2 separate regions of the Sus scrofa genome follow, and region 1 is linked to region 2. Evidence: chromatin contacts called from public HiChIP or PLAC-seq data. All regions are on one chromosome and are shown on one strand. Each heading gives the region's core, a stretch centred on a gene start, on an enhancer-like site or on the middle of the called end of the contact. The rest is flanking DNA. Distances are from core to core; before and after follow the strand shown. Region 1 overlaps UBASH3B (ubiquitin-associated and SH3 domain-containing protein B). Region 2 holds the start of UBASH3B (ubiquitin-associated and SH3 domain-containing protein B).

Region 1 (2,700 bases), core at 113-2,612, 88 kb after region 2:
TACACTACTGAACACAGACTAGCAATTGGAGGACCCCCAACCTGTGTTTCATCTGGGAGAGCCGCTGACGGGGTCAGACCGAGCACGCTTGGCTTAGAGAGAATATGGTTCCTTCCCACTGGGTGAAGCAGAGTGAGGCTGGAGGCTGCCACCTGCAGGGAGGGCCGCTTTCCATTGCTTTGGGTGTTTGTAAGTGTGACTCCTGCTTTGCTATCCAGTGTCATTGCCCCTGAGGAGTCTCCATGGCCCCCCTCCCCCAACCTCGCCAGGCTACCCTTCCTCATCAGGCCACATCTGGCTCTTCTGTTTTACCTCTCACTGTCATCCTGGGGAATGGAAACAGCCCAGCTGCCTCCCCCAGTGTGAGGAAGGAGAAGAGAACCCACAGGACACATAACACATGGGCCATTGGAACTGGAAGGGGACTTTGAGCTCCATCTAAGCCCTTTCCGTTTTCCACGATCCCAGGAAGGTCAGAGACTTGCTCAGGATCACACAGTGATAGAGCCACAGACCAGAATTGGCTGTCCCCCCAGCTCAGCCCTTCTCCCGGGGGCACCCAATGGATAGTCAAAGCGGTGGGAAGAAGTGATGGGTTGGAGTCATGTACATGACAATAATTTGTGAGTCCTGGGTTCTAAGTTAGCTCTGCACCAACTCACCGTGACCTTCAGGAAGTCGTTTTTCTCTCCAAGCCTCAGTTCCCTGCCCTATGGAATGGAGAAGTTAGACTCTGCCCTCAGTCCAGTGGTGGAGGGCAAGGGACACAGGACACAGGGTTCCTAGGCAGCTGGCTCACGAGCTGGTTAAGGAAGAGCCTCAGTTAATTAGGACAGAAAGAATCAAGCCCTGCATTGTGACATAAGATCACCATGTGTTGGCCTGAGAGGAATCCAGGCCGACCGCAGTCAGGGGTGACATTTGAATGTGGCAGTAAAAATAAATGGTGTGAAAAATTCTTAGGCACGCTTGGCCTTGAAAGCCACAGAGAGCTAAGTCAGGTACTCTTTGTGAATCGGAAATGTAGGACCACGTCTTGCTCCTTGGAGCCAGTAACTGGATTGGATTCTTAAGCTTGCACGTTTGTAAGTTTAAGCCTAATGCTCTGCCTCTCTCTCTCTAAGCCTCTGCTTCCCCATCTTGCAAAACACCTAAAAGACGTGCCCTGAGGATTAAGTAAGATGGTTACCTGACACTTCCTCCTTCCCCGCCTCCTCCCCTCGCACCCCACTTATTTCCTGCATCCCAGGAAGGGGGCACGTTTGGCTCTTTGCAGACTCTGCTCCCTTCACATCGGGGGTGGTTGGAGCTGTTCTCCAAGGCTGTAGCGCCTCAGTGTGGAGGGCTGTGGTAAGGCCGGGGGCAGCTGTGGGAGGAGGTCCAAGAAGGAAGTAGGACCCAAGACCGCACAGAGGGGAGAAGCCTCTCAGCACAGGAGCACCTGCCTGGAGCTCAAGAAGTGTTGCGAGATCAAAAGGACATCGAGCAGCACAGTCTAAGCCAAAAAGCCAGAGACACAGCCTGGTGATGTGCCAAGAGCACAGCTTGGGGACTTAGGACACCTGGCGTCCTGTGCCTGTCGTTTACCTGGGCGGTCTTAGTTCCTCATCTGCCACACGAGAGGATTGATCTCCAAGGCCTGAAATTCTGTAAGCATCCTAAATATCATATCTTAATACCTATACCGTCAGCAGAATTTGTGATCTTGGACACACACTTAACAAACATACACACGTCATCATGCTCAGAGGGGCCCATCGTGGTCCTAGGTATTAGCAGACATCTGATAAATCTAGCTATTCCAGGCTATGCATGGGATACTGGACGAATGGTTTGTATTTTTCTATCCATAAAATAAAATTACTGATTGACTTCTGGTTCCTGTTCCCTTTCCTCCTAAAGCATCAAGGGAGGAGGGCTTGTGAGGTGGAAGGGCTCCCAGCTCCCAGAAATTTAATGGGAAAATAAGACCTTGTTTTTTTTTAAAAAAAAGAAAAAACAAACAAAAAACCCTAAACCCTCCTTTGACGAGGCTTCCTAAGGTCCCCAGGGTGGCACTGTGCTTTCTGCCCACCCAAGGGGGTATTGCCTCATTCTCTGAGCTCTGGGAACTGAGGCCCAGGGGATCAGACAACACGACAAAGGGGTGATGGTCTTGGGGGCGGGAGTCGGGCCAGCAGCAGACAGGAGGCTGCCCGGAGAGCTGGGACCACTCTCACTTCCCAGCGTGTTTGCTCAAGTCCTTTGTGATATAGAAAGTGCCCCCCCACCTCCCCCATGCCCCGTGAAAGGGGAAGCAGTAAGCCACATCAGGAAATTGAACCTGACCTCTCAGCCGCCTCACTGCGCTGGAACAGGGAGGGTAGAATTTCCTGGGATTTTAGCTGCAGCGTAAACCTCTCAGGCATCAGCCAAGAACTGTTCTGTCCAGGAGAATTCCAGACCAGGCTTAACCTGAGAGTTGGAGAAAGTTGGGAAGGGCAGTCGGCAGGGGTGGAGAGGGAGCCAGTGGTGGAGGAATGCAGACCTTGAACTTGCCATTCCTTCTTGCCATTTCACATACCTGTACCAGAGCCCTGGAATGAGCTTTTGTTACCCAGGGAACGAGCTCAGAGAGGTTAGGTCACTTACGTGGGGTCTGGCATCTAGAGAGGGAAGTTGCAGATTCCAGCCCCACTCTGTGACTCTGAGTCTGTCCTG
Region 2 (2,700 bases), core at 69-2,568:
AAGAGAATTAAGCTGTGTCATTTCCCTGATAAAACCCTTAGATGACTTACAAAGAAAGCAACATCAAAAAAAAGCTGGTCTTTGAGAGCTGGTCATCACCCCTCCCCTCCCCCCATTCCTTCCCCTCAAAGCTCCAGGCAGGAAAAGGAGCTGACATTTTTGGAGAACCCAGCATGCATAAGGCTAGCTACTACGATGCATACAGATAAGGACATGGGGCTATAGATGGCGGAAGTGACTTGCCCAAGGCACCACAGTGGATATAAGCTCCGGCTCTGACTTCCCAGTTTATGACCTTCTTCAACCTCTCTGAGTTTTCTCTTCTGTAAACTGGGATAATAATCGTACACATCTCACAGGGTCATAAAAATTCAATGAGTTAATTCTTTGATTATCTTCACTACAATGACAGATACATACAAGAGCCCGATAAACGTTAGGTATAATACTAATTTATTATCTGAAAAAGAGCAGCTAGGGTTTACTCTGTGCCTTTTTCATTATACCAGGTTGGGCCCTTTTTCCCAACTAAGGACTGTGAGCTTGTCTCAAATGAAAGAGCTTTTGGCATTCTCTAAGCCAGCTTCATGGTGTGGGGCAATGGGGAGCGGGATGACTAAGACTTCCACCTTCTTTGAGGCAGGTATAGTTTTGGCCAACCTAGGATACAACTTACTTATCGGTCACTGCTGAGCAGTAATGATCTAGTCATTCTTTGTATTCCTGTATGAACAGGGATACTCACTCCCTATTGAAAATGAGCCCATTCCCTTCTGAACACCTCATAATCAGAAAGTGTCGTTTCTCTGTTCCTCCTCTCTCAGCCCTCCTTCCACTTTCTACTTCCTTCCTCTCCTCCTCCTTCCTCGCCTGTCCTCTCCCTCCTCCCCTCTCCCCTTCCCGGGGCTGAGAGGTCTCACTCTTTACCCTGAAGTCACTATGTAGGTCATGGAAAACAAGGAAGGTCTTCAGTGTGGCCCTTTGGCCCGCTGATGAGAATTTGGTCTTCAAAGGCCCTAACAATCCTTTGGGTCTTGCAGGGTCTTTGGGAAGCAAAACTTTTTATCTGGGCCTTAAGGGTCTGGTCCATTAACGTCATCATCAGTTCACCCAGCTTCCATCAATAACGCCATTAAGTACCATAGGAAACTTGAAATGGGTCGATCTCGTGTCTTGAGGCCCAGCTGTCCCTCATTGGAAGCCATGGAGAAGCTGGGGCGCCGAGAGTGACTTTCCAGAACCAGTCAACGTACACAGGCAGCCCACTGGTTGGAATCTTCGCTCAGAAGCACCTGAACGCTGCAGCGTGTGCCCAGCCTGGAGTAGCCACGGGCCGCGCTGCCCCTTTAAGAGAGGGGCGGGGCCCCCGTACAGGCGAGGCAGGGCCAGCCCACAAGGCTCCTTTTCCTTTTTGATCCATTCAAAAATTACTCATTGCAAATTCCCGGACTGCTAGGAGAGGAGAAGGAAGGGGGCGGAGGAGAGAGGGCTGCTGCGGGCGCCGTGCAGGGGGCACCCGGGGCCGAAGTGGCTGACGGCCGGTCCGGCAGAAACCGCTCGCGGGCCGTTCTGGCTCCGGCGGCCTCACCAGGAAGCGTCAGTCTCCACACTGGGGGAAGCTCCGAGCGCCGCCTCCTCTGCCGCCGCCGCCTGCCCGGCTCCGGGTCCCCGAGCCCCCTCCCCTGCTCCAGGCCGGCCCCCCGCCCTACCGGACGATCCGGCTCGGTCGCCTTCCTGGGCGATGGCTGGCCGCTGAGCATGGCTCAGTACGGCCACCCCAGCCCGCTCGGCATGGCTGCGAGAGAGGAGCTGTACAGCAAAGTCACCCCGCGGAGGAACCGCCAGCAGCGCCCCGGCACCATCAAGCATGGATCGGCGCTGGACGTGCTCCTGTCCATGGGGTTCCCCCGAGCCCGCGCGTAAGTGGCCGGGCTCGCAGCCCCGGCGACCCCTCCCGCTCCACGCGGCCGGCCCTCGGCTTCGCTCCGGCTCGCCTCCCGGCGCCTGACCGGCGGGCGGCGCGCTCCCCGCTGCCCACGACCTGTTGGGGGCAGGCTGGGCGCGCAGGCGGCCCGGGACTCGGCTTCTCCGGGAGGGGGTGCAGGGGAGGGCGCCGCGCTTGAGCGCTGGGCTTGGGGCTCGCTTGAATTGCCTACGGAGAAGCGTGTCTAAAGGCGTGGGATGCCTACGGGCGAGGGCACCGGGTTCGTGTCCCGGGTTCCTTGCTCGGCGCCTGGCCTCCGCGGGTGGGGCTAAGCCTATCTCTCGAGGACTCCTGGAGGTTCCAGCGCCGATTCCCCGGGGAGACGGGGCCCCACAGAGGATTCGGGTACCCTGTCGATCCAACGGCCGGGCTGACTTGGAATCCTCTGATGGCTGGGAAAGGGCAAGGGACGGCGGGGCAGGGAGGCCGGCGCTCCCACCGCAGCGGCTTCCAGCTCCGGATGTCGCTCTCGGGTTCTGTCTCCCACCGGAGTAGGAGGAGCGGGAGCGTGGGGGTTGCTGCGTGTTCATTGATAGGGAGGTTGGAATGAGAAGGGGAAGCAATTCCCCCAGGAGACCTGGGTTCTCGTCAGTGGTGACGGCAGTGCAGAAATCTGTGGGTGCCTGAGAGTAAGGAGGGGGAGCCGTCCTCCCTCATTCGTCTTCTTCCTGGAGGGTGGGGTCGGGAAGGGCAGAGCGTGCAGGTGGCTGCCCCAG

The links. HiChIP or PLAC-seq counts read pairs in DNA pulled down with a chosen protein or histone mark.
Region 1: a contact with region 2 is called in an H3K27ac HiChIP or PLAC-seq map of alveolar macrophages. The contact joins the enhancer-like site here to the promoter of UBASH3B in region 2. A contact is called at or near these places in 4 of 5 promoter capture datasets (fetal liver, fetal skeletal muscle and liver), 9 of 47 Hi-C or Micro-C datasets (alveolar macrophages, blood, heart right ventricle and 2 more) and 2 of 2 datasets of contacts at active chromatin or transcription factors (alveolar macrophages and skeletal muscle).

What each region holds. Positions count from the first base shown.
Region 1 is chr9:49,717,704-49,720,403 of Sscrofa11.1, forward strand. All of the region lies in intron 1 of UBASH3B (ubiquitin-associated and SH3 domain-containing protein B), which reads left to right. Among named protein-coding and RNA genes, the nearest start is that of CRTAM, 63 kb to the right of the region's middle. Within about 2 kb of position 1,363, at least 16 of the 83 cell types and tissues checked have an H3K27ac peak or open chromatin away from gene starts, as enhancers often do. A contact at or near this core is called in alveolar macrophages, where this site is marked.
Region 2 is chr9:49,629,360-49,632,059 of Sscrofa11.1, forward strand. UBASH3B (ubiquitin-associated and SH3 domain-containing protein B) reads left to right here and starts at 1,319. Exons shown (of 14, transcript XM_005667439.3): 1 at 1,319-1,919. The coding sequence starts at 1,868.